Linked DNA regions of Triticum aestivum: region 1 is linked to region 2. A link is a contact called in public Hi-C data. All regions are on one chromosome and are shown on one strand. The core of a region is the stretch at or near the end of the contact, and the rest is flanking DNA. Distances in the headings are between cores, read along the strand shown.

Region 1 (3,994 bases), core at 581-3,080, 310 kb before region 2:
TCTGGCAGACAAAACATTTATTAAGGCTTCGTTTGGATTTCTTACAAGGAAAAAGGTGATTGTAAAGAAAAGAAGAAAAAAAGATCCATGGACACTACCCACGACATATTTTTATAGAAGAAGCTGATCCGGGTGATTTCGTGAAAATTCGCTTCGGACGGTTGTAGAACCTCGATCCGTAAGGATGCACAACTGTGTCCTTGCCACCGGGCTACAGCCCAGAAAAGAAAAGATGAAAAGCAAACAACTTACAAAATTATACGAACTCAGGCATACAGGTGAGATAAGATAGCTGATGAGACTGACCGACCATTCAATAGTAAGGATTTTGAGCAAGTCTGACTTCATATCGTCGTCCTTCCGGCACCGGCACCGGCAGCTTCCATGAGGTCATCTATCAAGCGGTGCAGATCACGGTCGGAGGATCCTCCTTCCGCCACCGCGGCGTGAACCTTGGCGGCCAGTTCCATGACTCTTCTCCTCGCCGCATCCCCCGGCCCTCCAGGCTGCATGAAGGTCGTCAATGCCCGTGCCACATCTTGGGCGGGGATTACCTCGTTTTCTTCATACCTCGTGCTCCGAACGCCGGCGCCGTCCGGCCACAGCCGCTCCCCGATCCCTAGGACCTGCGTGAGCAGCCTCTCGGTGATGAACTGCTCGAACACTATGGGCCATGTGAGCACCGGCACGCCCGCCGCCACCGTCTCCAGGACGGAGTTCCATCCGCAGTGCGTCACGAAGGCCCCCACCGCCCGGTGCCCCAGGATAGCCCTTTGCGGAGCCCAGGCGGTGGCCACCATTCCCCTGCCTCCAACACGCTCGTGCCACCGCTCCGGGGGAGACCACTTGTCCGTCCTCACCACCCACAGGAACGCCATCCCTGAGGCCTCGAGCCCGAGAGCGAGCTCGTCCAGCTGAGCGTCGGAGACGTGGGCGAGGCTGCCGAAGCACAGGTACACCACCGACCGGCTCGGCTTCGAGTCAAGCCAGTCGGTGTACCGTGAGTCGCCGGCTTCCGGTGACGACGGCAGTCGCGGTGACAGCGGGCCTAGCATGTACGCACGCTTCGCGTAGCCATTGCCCACGTACATCCCGCAGTAGTGCTCCTCCAGAGCTGGTGACGTGTTGACGGCCAGCCCGAAGCAGTCACCTTGCACCGCATAGAGCCGGTGGAAGGTGGATTGGCCACCCTTCCGTTGGCTCCTCAAGTACTCCGGCAGCTCCACCGCCGGCACTCGTATCTCGGGGGCCGGAAACCGAGGGATGGTGGTCACCACCTCCGGCTCGCCGTTGGAAACGCGGCCCAATAGATGCCGCATCGCGATCGTCGAGAAGGCACCGATGACGTTGAACGTGACGCATGGCACGCCGAGCTCGTCGCAGACGCCGGCGTTCCACATGAAGTGCACGTCGGTGACGAGCGCGTCCGGTGACTGCGCCCTGATGAGCGTTTCCTGGACGGGCCGCATCAGTGTATCGCTCAGCGCAGCCACGTCGATGCGCCATGCGTCGGCCTGCGCTGCCGCACCGAGGTTCTCGACGCCCTTGGGGAGGCCGTCCACGGCCGGGAACGGGTACGTCGCCACCTTCACCGGTATGCCACTGCCGTTCTCGTGCGGCTGGAGCAACGACCGGACGAGCGGCACGTTCGCCGGCGTCACCGCGATGGTGGCCTCTACGGCCTGTGGTCTGGCCGTCGCAAGGCTAACGGCGAGCTCGGTGAAGGGTCCGATGTGGCTGGAGGCGAAGAAGGGGATGAGGAGCACGCGCAGCTTCTTGCTGCTGCCAGTGGTTTCCGTAGAGGCCATTTTCTTTGCGAATTACTACTGCTAGCGGAAGGTTACCTGCGTGTGAATGGTATAAGTAGGAGTAGATGTTGGACTTGCTCAGTGGCGATTGATTGAAAGAATAAACTAGTAGTAGTAGGCTAGTAGCTCAATGCACGCCTACCACGTGGTGAATTTTTAATGAGTAAATTACTATATATTCCATCTCACGTACGCAGCAAATCTTGAGATTTTGAAACAACCATATGTGGTGCTGAAAATCCAATCTGTGACACACCACCCAAGTCCCAACAACTTTTTTTTTGAAAAGGAGGTCTTTCTCCTTTTAAAAAAGAAAAAAATCGTGAATACTATTGTTTACACCTGACACTTCCATGTTCCGATCCTCGCACGATTGTCAATCTAGAAACACCGCTATCTATACGAAGTATATTGGTGAGGGCATCTCTAACCGGTCCCTTTAAAAAATAGAGGAGTGAACCTTAATGAAGTATATTTACTCCATTAAATTTTGGAAATGTTAATGCCCACACGTGTGGGCGTTAGCCATCTCAACCACACGCCTTCATCACCGTCCAGCAGTATCTGCACGAATCTTGGCACGTTTTGACTGATTTTGTGTGCCACGTAGGACAAGACGTGTGTGTGGTGTGTGACACAGTTCGCCTACACGCCGGTTGCCTCCCCGCGGTCAGCGGTTGCCACTCGGGGGCGTGCGGTGAAACTGCTCTGCGCCCGCACACCACGCCCGACCGTGGTTGCCGTCAAACACGTCGCGCACTTCGCCCCCCTCCCCTCATGGTTCCATTTACTCCTCCCCTCAGTTACTCGCACAACCCACCCCGCAGTTCAGTCGATTGGAGAAGAAGGAGAGAGGAGAAGGCGACGGCTGAGGCGGAAGAGTCGACGGCATTCGCGGCCGTCGGTGGGACTCGCCGGAGCGGAGCGTCTTCGCCGGAGCGCCTACAGATTGAAGGTAATGCTCCCTCCCATGCTCAAAATCCTTGCCTGCATTTCTCCCCTCCCCTCCGTGGTCGATGCTTCGCTCGAGATCCATCGAGATTCAGGCGGGTTCGCGATGCGCCGGCGTTCCCGCCGGCGGCGTAGTCTTGTGCTTGCCGTTTTTGGTGGCATTGAGCAGTTTCGTCGCCGCCGCGCTGGCGGTCATGCTGGTGTGGTTCGGCCTGTCTGGAGCCACATCCTGGTTGTGCCTTGGGATTAGGCCGTCGTTTTTCTGTCCGATAGGTTCGCATTGCTTCGAAATGCTATTTGCGATCAGTGCAGGGAGAATTTTGGTGATGAATTTCAAGTTATGATAGTTGCCATTGAACCCTAGATCTAGGTAGTTGTTTTTCAAAGTGCAGTATGAATGCAAACATGGTAGTTTGAGTAACTATCTGCACCGTATGGCAACTAATTTCCTGATTGATTGTGATAGTTGCCACAAATATGTTTTCCATGTGGCAACTAATTTCGTGCACATGCTACGGCTGTTGCCACGCTGTAGGCATGGTAAAGTGTAGTAAATAGGTAGTCATTGCAGTTTCAGCAACTATGTGCACTGGATGGCAACTAATTTCCACATCAACTGTGTCAGTTGCCACATATATGCTTTCCATGTAGCAAGTATTTCTGTGAACACACTATGGCTGTTGCCATGTTGTAGGCAGGATAATGTGGCAAATTCACTGTACTACAACCCAAATTTGTGTTTTGCCACGCCGACTTGTGGCAACTGACAGGATAATGTGGCATGGCAAAGTATAGTAACTAGGTTGTCATGTCAGTTTCAGCAACTATGTGCACTGGATGGCAACTAATTTCCACATCAACTGTGTCAGTTGCCATATATATGCTTTCCATGTGGCAAGTATTTCTGTGAACACAGCATGGCTGTTGCCATGTTGTAGGCAGGATAATGTGGCAAATTCACTCTACTACAGACCCAAATTTGTGTTTTGCCACACTGACTTGTGGCAACTGACAGGATAATGTGGCATGGCAAAGTATAGTAACTAGGTTGTCATGTCAGTTTCAGCAACTATGTCCACTGGATGGCAACTAATTTCCACATCAACTGTGTCAGTTGCCATATATATGCTTTCCATGTGGCAAGTATTTCTGTGAACACAGCATGGTTGTTGCCATGTTGTAGGCAGGATAATGTGGCAAATTCATTGTACTGCAGACCCAGTTTCGTGTTTTGC
Region 2 (3,986 bases), core at 208-2,707:
CCGGAGGGGACATCGCTCTGGTGTCGTGCTCGCAGCGGCGCCCTCATCATCAATGAGCCGTCGCCTGCGACGGCACCCACGAGGCGCTCCCTCCGCCTGGTCCGGCCGAAGCCCGAGCCGGACATGCTCCCCGTGAAGCCGGAGCACGCCGGCATGGTGGCCCCCGACGACGAGTCCGCCCTCAAATGGGCAAAGGAGGACTACGTCCGCGAGCAGGTGCGTCGCCAGCGTCGGGCGTACCTGGAGACCCAGGCCCGTAGCCGCGTCGAGGCATGTCGCCGCACCGAGGAGCGTCGCCGCGCCGAGGAGGGCGGCATTATCGTCATCGACAGCGACGACGAGGGCGAGGCCGGGCCGTCAAGCGCCCCACCACGTGTCGGCGACCCCGGCGAGGCTTGCGGCAGGGACGCCGCGGGCGAGGCGCACGACGACGGCGACGGCGGCGACTACACCCGCTTCTACAGGCTTCTCGGCATGTAGACGACGACGGCGGCAGCGGCTAGGCTTTTTAATTCGTTTTTATAAGTTATTAGGCGTAGTTCATGCATGTTTTTAAGTTTTTGTACAAATTTCGACGAAGTATGGCCGAGTTCATGCAAAAGTCGCCGAGTTTGCAAAAAATTGAAACAAACTTCGCCGCCCTGGGACCTGTGACTGGGAGCGAACCGAACCCCAGGGACCAATGTAGCGTCGGTTCGCCCCAGGCCGCTCTTTTTTTTCGACATCCTGGGGGCCAAACGGCTGGAGATGCTCTGAGAAGGGGCAGTCGTTCAGGATGGCCTCGAACATGATCCTAGTTGGAGTCTCGAGAATACCCATTATCTGAACCAGACAGGATGGAAAGGCGCTACCAGATTAGCAAAGATAGTCTATCGATGTAGAACGTGCAATTATTAGATGCATGATCCTAGTTGGAGTTCTGGAAGAATAAGCTTGTGGCTGTTTACAGCAGTCAAGTATCTATATACTCCCTTCATCTGAAGATACTTATCATTAAAATGGATAAAAATGACGTTCTAAAACTAAAATACGTCTAAATACATCTAGAACTAAAATATGTACTATCAGCTGTTGGATCTTCGTGCTCGGACTCCGTTACCTGACTGGCGGTGTGAGGCTTTGAGCCTCCGGCGGCTCCCCCGCCGTCCGCCGCCTCGAACGCCGCTTGCCTTCTCCCCGGCCGGCATCGAACGCCTCCAGCAGTTCCCTCCCTCGCCGCCTCAACGCGCGGCCGACACCTCCCGAGCCCGTGCGCCGCGGTCACAACGCCACCACTGGGCCGCCGCGGGAGCCTCGCCTAGGGTTTCTCCTTCCTGATGCGCGGCCGCGGCTAGCTGGATTCGCTCTCCCCCAAGGCCTCCTCCGCCTCGGGCCTCGGAGAGTCAAACCCCAGCAGCCATTTCCTTGGCAGGCAAGCCCTCGCTTCGGCGGCGTGGAAGACGAGTGAGCCCTGTATGCCGTAAGTCCTGCAGCTAGATTCCCAATTTTCCATGATGAATGTAAATTGGTTGCGATATGGTTATCTACCCGAAATTTGCATTGTTCCATCCCACGTTACCCCATGTTTGTAAATTGGCGGCTGTACGAAGCATGTTTGTGCATCACGAAATTGTAATTCTGAATCAGTTTGCTCTCTGAAGAAATATCTAATCACTTTGAGTGGTTCAGGTCTGTTTATGTATTCTGAGTCGATGCCACCAAGTCTGACGACTCCAGCATCAGTCAATGGCTTGGTTTGCCTTAGTGTCGCCTCTTGGTTTGCTCATCGTGTCTGTTTGATGTGTGCTCCGCAGGGTTACAATCAGGTATGAGCCAGGACTAGTCTCACAGCATCCTTGTGTCGCTGTCAAAATAATTCACCTTTCCTCTTCCAGTTTTTATTTTGCTTACTGAAATTCTACTGGCCACAATCCATAGCTCAGTCTGCACACGTTTTCTTCCACAGATATTTGTTTCATTCTTCTACTTTTCTTTACCCTTGCAACACATTCAGGGCGAGACAGCCCACCATTGTTTGTTAAGTCAAGTCAATAGTGTAGCATAACTCCAGGCCCATTCCTTCCGGCAGACAAATCCTTTAAATGGCATCCACATTCTACACACAGGACCTCCCAAGCTCCAACCTAAAGTTCTCCCAACTTCCTGGTTCTTCCACATCCTGTAAGCTCTGAACATCATGCCCTCATTTTTGTCTCTACTCTGTATTTTTCTCATCCTTTTCTCCTTCAACACTACAACACTCGAAGCAGCGCAAGAAAACAAGTCCGAGATTGATCGCCAGGCCCTCCTTTGCTTCAAGTCCGGCATCAATTCTTATCCCCTTGGCATCCTAGATTCATGGAGTGATGACTCACTTAACTTTTGCAGCTGGAAAGGGGTCATTTGCGGCACAAAGTTTCCACCCCGTGTGGTCTCACTTAACCTCACCTCCGCTCGTCTCAGTGGGCAAATATCTGGATGTGTAGGCAACTTGACTTTTCTATCCTCGATGAACCTTGCCAATAATGATCTGTCGGGAACCATCCCTGAAGAGTTGGGTAAGCTCCCAAACCTCCATACGCTGAATCTTGCCAATAATAGTCTGACCGGTGGTATCCCTCTCTCATTGACCAATTGTTCCTCACTCAGCACACTTATACTGTCTCGTAATAATCTCTCCGGAGAGATCCCTTCTACTTTGTTTGATAACTTATCTAAGCTTACTAAGGTTGATCTCCAGAAGAATTCTTTCACTGGACTCATCCCACATTTCCATAAGGTCACAGCACTCAAATTTCTTTGCCTGACAGAGAACTTCCTCTCTGGAAGCATACCTCCTTCAATAGGAAATGTTTCTTCCCTGACATCTATATTGCTCGGCCAAAATAAGCTATCAGGATTAATTCCAGAAACTATAGGTCACACTATAAAACTACTTGAGCTTGACCTAAGTTCCAACAGTTTATCAGGTAATGTCCCGGTTTCTCTTTATAACATGTCATCACTCAAAAACTTTAGTGTTGGTAGCAATGCCCTTGTTGGACAGTTACCATCTAACATTGGTTACTCGCTACCAAACCTCCAGTCCCTAATCCTGGGAAGCAACAGGCTGGAGGGCCTGATCCCTGCTTCACTAGCCAACATGTTAAATCTTCAAATACTTGATCTTTCAAACAACTCGTTACATGGCTCTGTGCCATCTCTTGGTTCGTTGGCAAACTTGCGTCAGTTAGTTTTAGGGGGGAACTTGCTAGAAGCACATGATTGGTCATTTCTTACATCTCTGGCAAGTTGCACCCAGCTGACAAAATTGTCCTTGGAAGGGAATGCTCTGAATGGCAGCTTACCTGTAGCAGTTGTTAATCTTTCCACAACACTACAAGATTTATCGCTTGCGTCAAACCAAATTTCGGGCTCGATACCTGTTGAGATTAGCAATCTTGTTAATCTCACTTCACTTAGGATGGAAAGCAATTTTCTTTCTGGAAGCATACCTTCTACCATTGGGAAGCTGCAATACCTATATATCCTAAGTCTATCAAACAACAAATTATCAGGTCTGATCCCTCCCTCGGTTGGTGACATTACTCAACTAGGCAAGCTTTATCTTAGTGATAACAAGTTGACTGGTAACATACCTGGTAGTCTAGGTCAGTGCAAGGGACTTCTTGAACTCAACTTGTCTCGAAACAATCTCAATGGGTCAATACCAGTCGAACTCTTTGCTAACCCTCCATTTTCCTTCGGTCTGGACTTCTCACACAACAATCTCACTGGGGAACTGCCATTGGAACTTGGTACACATGGTGCTGGTGATGGTCCAACATCCCTTCACATGGAAGGAAACAAGTTTCATGGACAAATTCCAGCAGGATGGCAGTTAGCATCAACCCTGCAGATTAATCTTTCTCACAATGACTTATCCGGTTATGTGCCTATATTATTTGGGGACCTTCCTAAGCTGGAGCAACTCGATCTATCCTACAACAACTTGGAAGGGGAAATTC

What was found. Hi-C and Micro-C count contacts between places; a contact is called where the count stands out from the background.
Region 1: a Hi-C map of leaf shows a contact between it and region 2, with 5 times the contacts expected there. The contact joins the promoter of LOC123051287 here to the promoter of LOC123051285 in region 2. A contact is called at or near these places in 2 of 5 Hi-C or Micro-C datasets (both in leaf) and 1 of 1 datasets of contacts at active chromatin or transcription factors (leaf).

Annotation. Positions count from the first base shown.
Region 1 is chr2D:30,374,114-30,378,107 of IWGSC CS RefSeq v2.1, reverse strand. It overlaps LOC123051287 (UDP-glycosyltransferase 73C4), which reads right to left and starts at 1,830. Exons shown (of 3, transcript XR_006423998.1): 1 at 571-1,830; 2 at 311-506.
Region 2 is chr2D:30,063,893-30,067,878 of IWGSC CS RefSeq v2.1, reverse strand. It overlaps LOC123051285 (probable LRR receptor-like serine/threonine-protein kinase At3g47570), which reads left to right and starts at 1,457. Exons shown (of 2, transcript XM_044474128.1): 1 at 1,457-3,986. The coding sequence starts at 2,177. LOC123051286 (a long non-coding RNA gene) reads left to right here and starts at 917. Exons shown (of 2, transcript XR_006423995.1): 1 at 917-1,459.